Regions from separate parts of the Mus musculus genome. Here region 1 is linked to region 2. A link is a contact called in public promoter capture Hi-C data. All regions are on one chromosome and are shown on one strand. Each heading gives the region's core, a stretch centred on a gene start, on an enhancer-like site or on the middle of the called end of the contact. The rest is flanking DNA. Distances are from core to core; before and after follow the strand shown. Region 1 holds the start of Mroh8 (maestro heat-like repeat family member 8). Region 2 holds the start of Necab3 (N-terminal EF-hand calcium binding protein 3).

Region 1 (5,389 bases), core at 1,371-3,870, 2.7 Mb before region 2:
AGCTTACACATGGCCAATCTTCACACTCCACTTAAAAGAATGAAATTAGGGCTGGCGAGATGGCTCAGTGGTTAAGAGCGCCGACTGCTCTTCCGAAGGTCCCGAGTTCAAATCCCAGCAACCACATGGTGGCTCACAACCATCCGTAATGAAATCTGATGCCCTCTTCTGGAGTATCTGAAGACAGCTACAGTGTACTTACATATAATAAGTAAATAAATAAATCTTTAAAAAAAAAAAAAAAGAATGAAATTAAATTGGTGTGAGGAGTATATACATATGGAGGTCAGAGGAACACTTGCACTTAGTGTTAGCTAGAAAACATGTAGGTCCTGAAGATTGGATTTGGATCATCTTATCAGCCAGGCTCAGCGACAAGATTCTTCCTTCCTTCCTTTCTTTCTTTCTTTCTTTCTTTCTTTCTTCTTCCTTTTTTGGAGAATGCTGAAGTGCATAACTCAGAATCACTCCTCTATAGACAGTAGTTTCATTTAAGTCTTTTGTGTGTCTGTCAACCTAAATGTGAAACTCTTCAGAACACTAAAGGCAGAGGTGATGGCTTAGCGGAGAATTCGTTCCCTGGGTTTGGTGCACAGAACCTCTAAGCCCCTAACCCTACACTAAGGAAGCCAAGAGCGCTACAACGTGTGGTACCCATCAATATACTGCATGCTCCAGTGCTTTTCCCTCCATGCTGGGAACTGAACCCCAAGCACTAGTTTAGTGTTAAAAATAAACATACAGCTCGGAACCGCCATTCTCAAACAGATTACATTCTAGTGGGAAAAAAAAGTTAAGAACCATGATTTATCCCATTGGAAAGCAGAGAGGCACTGGAGAGAAAATAAAGCACAGAACAGGTGTCTTGGTATCTTGGGAGGAATGTGTTCTGTATGCAGTGATCTCTCAAGGCCCAAATGAGAAACTGTAACAAGAAAACTAGATACAAAGACAGGATTGGAGCTCATATGTTAACAGGTAGCAGAAGCCAATCCAAAGGACCTGTAGGCAACTGAAAGAAGGCAACTGAAAGAAGGGACCACAGCACAGCTCTGAGTAGGGAAGCGATCTGACAAGCAATTTAACAGGATTGCTTTGCTGAAGACAATACTGGGTTATACCCGTTACACCCGCCTAAGCAGGGGTGAAGACAGGAGGAGGGGGAGGAGCTATGTAGGAGGATACTGCCATGCTCCAAATACAGAAAGAATGAGAGCCAATAAGGGAACAGAGGTGGAGGTGCTAAGGAAATAGTCAGTCTTGCCACAATTTGAAGTTAAAACCTATCAGAATTGCCAATGGCTAAGAAGATGTAGAGAAAGAGACATCGAGGCATTTGGCAAAATTCCCAATGACCAATGGGCAATCAGGGATTTGATGTAGTGAAGGACTATGATCACCGCTCCTCCAGCTAAACTGTGAATCCCCTTATAGCCTCTGTGCCAGAAGCTGAATCTTTCTACACTTAAGCACAGTAGCAACTTTTCTGGCTCGTACTTGAACACTCAATTGAATGGGTAGGCCCAAATTATACTGAGTTCTTTGTATGCACTGCACCAGTCTTTAAGCCTTCTAATATCCAAGTGAGGTGGGTATTTTCTGCATTTTACAAACCAAGAAATGGTTTGTAAACTATTTCATACCTGTCACTCCAGGACTAGGGAAACAGAGGCAAGATGGTGAGTCTGAGCTGGAGCCCCAGCTTCATAGTAAGACCCTACCTATTCTGTGTGTATTGTGGTACATGCACATAAGTGTATGCCAGTGCACAGGCATGCAGAGGCCAGAGTAAACACAGGATGACTTCCTCTGATGTTCTATGCCTTCTTGCCTTGAGGCAGGGCCTTTTCACTGATCTAGAACCATTTTTGCTAGACTAGATGGTTACCTCTTGGGATCTGCTGGTCTCTGCCCTCCAATGCTGGGGTTACGTGCACAATGCAGCCAGCCATACCCAGTGCTAAGATTTGAACTCAGATCCACAAGTTGCACTGAACCAACTCCCAGCTCCCTAGACCCTATCTAAGTAAAGAAAAGAAAAAAGGTTCTTAAGTAGGTGCCCACTCCCTTGCCCTGAGACAAATAACTGAAACTCAAACTTAAGTTTCAATGCAAGTTCTGACTTTAGCCACTTTACCAACAAATAAAATAGTGACTTGAATACACTAAGATTCCCACCTATCCACTCAGAATCTACCAAGCATTGAGTTTTGCCCGGCACTGTTAAAAGCAAGCACAGAAATATCATTTAACACAACTCTTGCGAAGCAGATACCAGATGAGAAACTAAGCTGTTGAGTCCCTGGCTTCTGTTCTCACAATCAATACGTGGCCGGTTACAAGTCTGCACCCGTAATATCACTTCATACCCTAGGCTTTCAGCTCCCAGACAGACCTGTGAGTCTCCTGTCCCTGTCAGGGAAAAGGAACCTAGAAGTCGAAGAAAGTCTAGTGACATGCTCAAAAGCTTTCATGATGCCAGGGGTGGCTCTCTGTGACAGGCGTAGGCCGCTGGTACTACTCGAATGAATGGAGGAGGCCAGGCTCGGGCTCCGCGCTGCCCGGGCTCGCGCTCGGCCTTGCGGGGACCCGTAGTCCCACGTCGCACGCCCCGCCACCAACCCTTCGGGTCCCCAGCACTTCACCAGCTCGCAGCCTCCGCCACACGCTCGACCCCGAAAGCGCCCGTGCCCATGCCCCTGCCCCGTAGGGGAGGGGAACCGCGCCTAGCCGGCGCCCGTGTGGTCCGCACTAGCCTCCCGCGGGCGACGCCCCGCTCCCCAAAGCGTGTCGGCCGCGGGGCCCCACTATTGAGCCATGCGCAACGCCTCACCCGGCGGCGCCATTCCTCCGAGCAGGTCCCACCGGAGCCCGAGCAGGCAGACTTCCGCTCCGGGAAGTGGCTCCAAGAGCGCGCCGGAGGGGACGCCAGGGACCCGCGGCACACGCCACTTGCCAGAATGGGCTCCCGGCAAAGGTCAGTCGCGGCGGTCCCGCTTGGCAGGGCCGTGCCCGGCAGCCGCAGTGTGGGGCAGTTGAGTCGCGGCGTGCGAACCTCACTCACGGGTCCTGCTTGCCAAGCCGTCCTCTCCCCCGCGCCGGGACCCACTTGGAACCGACCGCCTCTCAACCGCCCTGCTCACGCCGCCACCGGGACCCGATTGGGCCGGGCCTTGGGGCGGGCCTAAGACGGGGCCACCTCTGATTGGCCAGTGACAGTGACTGGCCGGACGCGCTGTCACTCACGGTTCTCTCCCGCAGCCCGGCCAATTTTAAAAGGGTCCGGTTGGGAGGGGAGCGTTATCGTAACATTTGATTTTATCCACTTTGGGAAATTATGGTTAATGCATTACTTAGATTATTAATAATTGGCTGGTGAGTGAGGGTTTATCCAGTTTTCAAACCTGTGAGCTATACAGGTAACGGAGAGGAGCGTTTTAAAATGTTTGATTTTTTTTTTTTGAAAATTTCATACAATATATTTTGATCATATTCATTTCCTTCCCCCAACACCTTCCATATCCTCCCCCAACTCCCTACACACCCAACTCATGCTCTATTTTTCCTCTTTCTAAAGTAAAAAACAAACTAAGCATGGAGTCCTGCCCTGGAGAGTGGTTGATATACCCAGTCACTCCACTGAAGAAAACTGATTTTCCCTCTCCCAGCAGCTATCAGTTATGAATAGTTTTGGCTACAGTTGGGTCTTTTGTGCCCACTCCCCCTTCTCTGTGTTTTGTATGGCTTGAGCTTTTGTGGGTCTTGTGCATACTGACACAATCCCTGAAAAACTGCTTATTGGAAGCCGTTTATCACCCCTGGCTCTTAAACAATCCTTCTCCTCTTCCACATAGACCCACGCCCATGAGCCCTGAGGTAAAGGGGATGCTGTAGACATCCCATTTAGGGCTGAGTGTCCCAAGATCTCTTATTCTCTGTGTGTTGACCAGTTTTGGGTCTCCGTGTTAATTGCTGTCTACTCCAGGAAGGGTTGAGGGATGCGCTGGTCTGCAAATTTAACAGACTCAAAAATGGAAGCCAGAACTAATGTGTAGCTCTGATTACCGAGCTCACAATATAGGCAGAAAGAGTACTGAGCACCCTACATATGTTATCTTATTTACTCTTTATTATTATTCTGTGAAATGTTACTTTTAATACTTTAAAAGGAAGGAAATATTTCAGCCCTTGCGTTCTGATGACAGCCTAGATGTGTGCTAATTAACTATTGTGAACATGTAGAATTTTGCAATACAGCAATGCTGCTTCTCTTCAGTATCACTCCAGATATGTAGCGGGGAGTCGGACCACTCCTCCATACAGCAGTCACTAGCTCTCTGCAGTAATTTCTCTTTGAACTTAGTCCAATTAAGTAAAATTTAAGCTTCAGCTCCTCAGCTATACTATGCTTCTGATCAGCCAATGCTGTGCTCAGGGTAGCTGGTGGATCTTGCACTGAGTAATTTGAAATTACAGGACAGATATTTTCATTATCCCAGAAAGTTATATTGGGTAGTGCTGAACTAGGATATATTTAAAGAACTCTACCAGTTCAGTAATAAGACAAGCCAGTGGTGTGCTAGAGAGGGAGCCAGCTGTTAAGTTTTTTGGAATTTTTGCAAATAGCTATTTAGGACATTAAATTATATAGTCATAAAGTGAAAGAAAATGTGCTGGAAATTAAAGTCTTCATTTCCTGATCTCACGACATGTTAGCATTGTCGCAGCATTTGTCTTGTCATTGCCTATATGTATGTAATACCTCATTGTTGGAGATTGGTTCTAATGCTTTGATTCAGTCTGCCTGTCCAAACGCTAAAGGTCCTTGTCCACAGTTGGTTTTTGATCCATCAATAAAGATGCCAGCAGCCAATGGCTGGGGAACAGGAGTCGGGTGGGACCCTTAGAGTTGCTATGGCTAGGACACAGGGGCACAGAAGATTGCCAGGATGTGGTGGGAGACGGAAGAGGAGAGCTTCAGAAGAGAGGGCCGACTGGCCATGTGAGAATTTGGGTGGGTAGCCGCTGGCCAGTTTCCCGATTGGGCCTTGGGTAGCAGAGGAAGGTTTAGGAGTGCCCAACCTTTGAGGTAGCCAAGGCATTTTAAAAAGAAGCTAATGTGTGTGTGTGTGTGTGTGTGTGTGTGTGTGTGTGTGTGTGTGTCTCATTTGTGAATCCAAAGATAGCAAAGATAGCAGGTGCACTGGTGTAATCTGCAGGGAGCCAAAGCCACATAGCCAAAATCCACCGCTATACCTCACTGCTGGAAAGTGATATGTAACCACAGTCTTTTCTCCCCTTGCCCTTGTTGCCAGATAATAACTCCGAGACTTAATTATTTATGAATATGTCTAGGCCATAAGCGTGGGCTTGTTTCCTGACTAGCTCA
Region 2 (4,786 bases), core at 1,638-4,137:
AAAGAAACTATTAGAAAGTGTGCCTTTTAGTGAATATCATTATCAGTAAGATTGTCAAAATCCATTTCCCAGTCCAGACCTGTTGAGCATTTGATATGAAATTATTACAGGCAGCCATGAGTTTGGAATTGGATGGGTAGATAGTCTCACTGTTGAGAAAGTTGAAGTTTAGTAATGAGATTCTGGGCAGCTACTATGGGCCAGGTGGTGGGATGAGGGTGTCAAAAAGGAGTGACTGGGGAGGCGTATGTGAGTCAGTGGTCCTTGACTCCCCCAACCCTGGCCTATGTGACCTGCCAGGACCTTCGCAGCATTGCAGACCCTGCAGAACAGATGGTCATAGTGATCAAGGCCCCTCCTGAGACCCAACTACAAGCTGTGGATTCTTCAGAGGTGAGACTAAGGACCCTAAGCCTTTCCAAGACAGGGAGGCTGGGCTGGTGCTCACCTAGGCCTTACCTATCTATCCTGCCTGCTGCCTCCACCCAGACATTTCAGATCTCCCTTAAGAGCAAACAAGGCCCCATTGATGTTTTCCTGTGCCCGGAGGAGAGTGCAGACGGGATTAGCCCTGGGAAGACCTCATGCCAGGAGACATCCTCTGGGGAGGACCGGACTGCAGACTCTGGCCCAGCAGGGCCTCCACCATCACCTCCCTCCACATCCCCAGCCTTGGATCCCAGTCAATCCCTGTTGGGCCTGGAGCAAGGTAGGTAGGGCCAGGGTTTGTAGTATTTGGCAGGCACTCATGGCAGCCCCTCTCCTGCTGGGCCTCTCCTAACTTGTAATGCCTCCTTTCTCCAGAAGCAGTATTGCCACGGATGGGCCACCTGAGGGTCCCTATGGAAGAGGACCAACTGTCACCACTGGTGGCTGCTGACTCACTCCTGGAGCATGTTAAAGAAGACTTCTCTGGGCTCCTCCCTGGGGAGTTCATCAGCCTCTCCCCACCCCACGAGGCCCTTGACTATCACTTTGGTCTCGAGGAGGGTGAGGGCATTAGAGATCTCTTTGACTGTGACTTTGGGGACCTGACCCCTCTGGATTTCTGACAGAAGCCTAGGGATTCAGGGTGTCTGGAGATGCCCACCTGTCTGCAGCTTTGGAGCCTCCTGCCCTGGGCCATCCTTCCTGCCTCATTGGAATAGCACGATCCATACCCTCTGTCCCAATAGCTTCTAGCTCTGGGGTTTGGTTGCTGCCACATTGAGCAGACCAAAATGGGAAGGATGTTGTACAGTGTGTGTGCATGCACCCCACACTGCGCACTGTGTGCCTGGGGTGTGTGTCTGAGTGTGTGTGTGTGTGTGTGTGTGTGAGTGTGTGTGTGTGTGTGTGTGAGTGTGTGTGTGTGTGTGTGTGTGTGTGTGTGTGTGTGTGTGTGTGTATGTATGTGTATGTGCACGTGTGCCCGGGAATGAAGGTGAACACATCTGTATGTGTGCTGCAGACACATCCTGGTGTGTCCACATGTGTGCATGGATCCATGTGTGCGCATTGGGGTGGGGGTGGGCTCTAACTGCACTTTTGGTGTCCTTGCTGCAGGGGCCCTGTGAGGCCCAGGGTGGCTGCCTGCTTTCAGAATCCTGTGTGTCAGCCAGGCCGGGTGGTACAGCTTGCCTGGCTGGGTTTGCAGGGCAGCAAGAGCACTGCTTAAAAGTTTTCCGATCGAAGCTTTAATGGAGCGTTTATTTATTTATCGAGGCCTCTGGCAAGCCTGGGGGGATAAGCAAAGGGTGGGGGGCATGGGTGATACCTTAAGTCCCTGTTCTCTGAAGCAAGGGCAGGATCCCTACCCAAGAGTTGCTGAGGCCCAAGCAGTTTATTTATTGGGAAAGGGAGAGGGAGACAGACTGACAGCCATGGATGGGCTGGAGAAACAGTCCCTTTGTACCAGTACTCCAGCCGCATGTATCCAGGGGATCTGAGATGGGGAGGGTACGTGAGGGCCTTGGCTGACTGCGGCCAGGAGGGGTGGGTATGCGTCCTTCCTATGGCTGGAGTGCTCCTCTGCTGTCCTCCCCACCCTCCAGTCTGCACTTTGATTTGTTTCCTAACAGTTCTGTTCCCTCCTGCTTTGATTTTAATAAATGTTTTGATGGTGTTAGGGCTGGGTTTGAAACTCTCCGCCAGCCAGAGTGAGGCTAGTGTTGGAGGGAATGTTCACTCCCTCTTCCTATCTGACTTAATTTCCTTTCAGTTTGTAACCCCTTGAGAAGAAAACTGACCCAATGGTGGGTAGGGAGTTATGCTTGGGACCTAAGTACAGAAGAGGGAGCGTCAGAGTCAGCTTGCTGTGCACCTTCTGAACATTAGTAAAGATGCAACACAGTGAACTGTGTTTGTGTCGAATGCTTTCCTGTGTGTATGTGCGTGGGCCTACGCTTGCAGCTGCTGTTCCCTCCCTATAGGCCTTGTAAGTAGAAGACCAGGGAGAGTTTCCTGAAAGGTGCTGGGGCAGAGATCTGGGAGAAGGAAGGGGTGATTGGCAATCCATGACTTGTGTTAAAGCATAGATGGAAGTCCTCTGAGCTGAGCATCTACAAAGCTTACTTCTTTACAACCTGGGGGCTAAGGGGGAAGGCTATTATCCTCATTTGACAGGGAAGTGCAGATGTCCAGATATAAAACGCTTGTGGGTCTGATCTATTAGGGCTCCTGCACTTAGAGCTTTGCCTGCCCACACCCGACTGGGTGGAGCGCCGGTTCCTGTGGGACTCCTGGCAAGATGTCATTGCCAGTGACTTCTGGGGTGACTCCTTTTGGAAGCCTCTTCCAGGCGGGGAAACCGAGGCCAGGTGGGGGCGGGGCCATGCTTGGGCCAATGGGCGCGCGCCCCGCCCCCAGCCAGCCTGGGCGGCCTGGTAACCGCAACCCGCAGCCTTGCAAGCCTCCGAGCCATGGCGTGCGCCGGGCTGCTTACTGTGTGCCTGCTCGGGCCACCTGCGCCCCAGCAGCCGCGACACTCTGCGCCTGCCGCGGGACACGCGCTTTTCCAGGACGTGAGTGGGGCACCGGCGGGCGGGCATCAGGCTCCCTAGGTCTCAGTCTTCCATGTCCCTGTCTCTCCCTCCACATCTGTTGGTCCTGCTTCGGTCCCTCTCCTAGACTATCTGTGACCCTGCTGTTGTGATCCTCCTGCCTTTTTGTCTTCCTGCCATTGCATTTCTTGTGCTGTCTGTGCCGCTCCGTGTCTCTCCTTGTCTCTCAGCAGTACTGCCCCTCACCCTAATTGTGTCCACTGGGGCTGGGGACTGCCAACACTCAGTCACAGCAGCCTGCTCCATGGCAGCCCCGGCTGGGCTGATAGGACAGGGGAGCCTACCTAGACCTTGAAGGAGCTCTGTCCTGCCCCGGAAGCCTCAGGCCTGATCAAGGGTGGCAGAGTCTTACAGTTGGTAAGGGACTCCTCTCATGGGCAGCAGGTGGCCTTGAGCCCCCTTTTGTAGATGTAGAGCATCCTACCCTGTCTCAGATCGCTGTGCAATCTTCCTGTGCTACCTTACCTAGCTAGAGGCAAAACTCCAAGTGCAGGAGCCCTAGCTCTGAGCGCCTCTCTTTCCCCCTTCTACTATGTGCTCAGCAAGTCCTGGCTCTCTTCTGCCCCTATTCTAGAAGTCCCTGCCAGTGTAAGAGGCTGTTGTGCCCCCTCCCCAATGCCCTAGTGACTCAGCACCTTGACCATGGTCCTTCAAGCCTGAGGAGGCATGTTTCAGGTCAGGAGGCACCCTGGGGTATGAATGGAGTATCTTCATTCAAGCTTAGCTCTCCTGCCCCACTCCCATCCAAATTACCCCAGCCCGGCTGCGTTGAGCTGCTGTGTGATCCCAATCCAGTAGCAGCCCTTTCTCTGAGTCAGCCTAAGGGTTATATTGGTTGATTAGCCTAGTGACCCTGAGGGAGTTGGGTGGAAGAGTTTAGCATTCAGGACCCTGGGCTCTATGAGTTCTGTCTAGGCTTTGAACTTGTCTGTTTCATCATTGCCTCTACAAATAAAATCTACGGGCCGTTGCCACCCTCCTTGTTCCTTACACAAATGTGTACACACAGATGCCCACAGTCTTCATGATGAATTGGCCTTATAAGAGGTCCCAGCCCTGAAAGGGTTAAACTCTAAGCTGCTCCCTCACATACTAGTGGGAAAACCAGAACACCCAAAATAAGCAGGCACAAGGGAAAGAGCCTGTTCAGTGAGGGTAGGTGGAGAATAGTGTGTGGACTTGGGAGAATACCCATAAAGTCAGGGTGGGGGAGGGGTGGGGAGGGAAACATTCAGATCTGATATGGCTTCCAAGGCTTCTCAGGAAGATTCTTAGCCCATCTGTCCAACCTTCCTCAAGCTGGGAACATGCCAAAGGCTGCTACATCAGAGCCAACTCGGGCTTGACTCCAGCTGTGGGAGGTGAAGGTACAGAGAGCTGGCCAGGAGCACCCACCCACCGTGAAGCCAGCCCTACAGCAGGAGGGAGTCAGCACTAGGGCTTGCTGTGAGAGCTTCCTGTGCTACCTTGCTGGAGACTCCTGCAGGACTTCCCTGAGCAGGGTGAAGGCGATGCAGGGGGGCTGGCTGCCAAGCTGGAGCCCCACTGGCTTGGGAGGGGCACCCCTATCTCCCTGGCTCCCCTCACAGTGCCCACTTATTTCCCTTTGTCCCCTAGGTTTTCCGAAGAGCAGACAAAAATGGTGAGTGGTTTCTTCCCTTTGGGTCCCACAGTGTGTGTGTGTGTGTGTGTGTGGGTGTGTGTGTGTGTGTGTGTGTGTTGGGGGGGCAGAATGTGAGAGTCAG

The links. Promoter capture Hi-C pulls out the DNA fragments that hold promoters and counts their contacts.
Region 1: a promoter capture Hi-C map of liver shows a contact between it and region 2, with 3 times the contacts expected there. The contact joins the promoter of Mroh8 here to the promoter of Necab3 in region 2. A contact is called at or near these places in 2 of 39 promoter capture datasets (liver and pre-B cells).

What each region holds. Positions count from the first base shown.
Region 1 is chr2:157,276,780-157,282,168 of GRCm38.p6, reverse strand. Mroh8 (maestro heat-like repeat family member 8) reads left to right here and starts at 2,620. Exons shown (of 25, transcript NM_001039557.4): 1 at 2,620-2,977. The coding sequence starts at 2,694. It overlaps Rpn2 (ribophorin II), which reads right to left and starts at 3,071. Exons shown (of 17, transcript NM_019642.4): 1 at 2,834-3,071. The coding sequence starts at 2,846.
Region 2 is chr2:154,556,954-154,561,739 of GRCm38.p6, reverse strand. It overlaps Necab3 (N-terminal EF-hand calcium binding protein 3), which reads left to right and starts at 2,887. Exons shown (of 13, transcript NM_021546.3): 1 at 2,887-3,002; 2 at 4,659-4,683. The coding sequence starts at 2,901. E2f1 (E2F transcription factor 1) reads left to right here. Exons shown (of 7, transcript NM_007891.5): 5 at 279-393; 6 at 490-709; 7 at 805-2,340. The coding sequence ends at 1,052.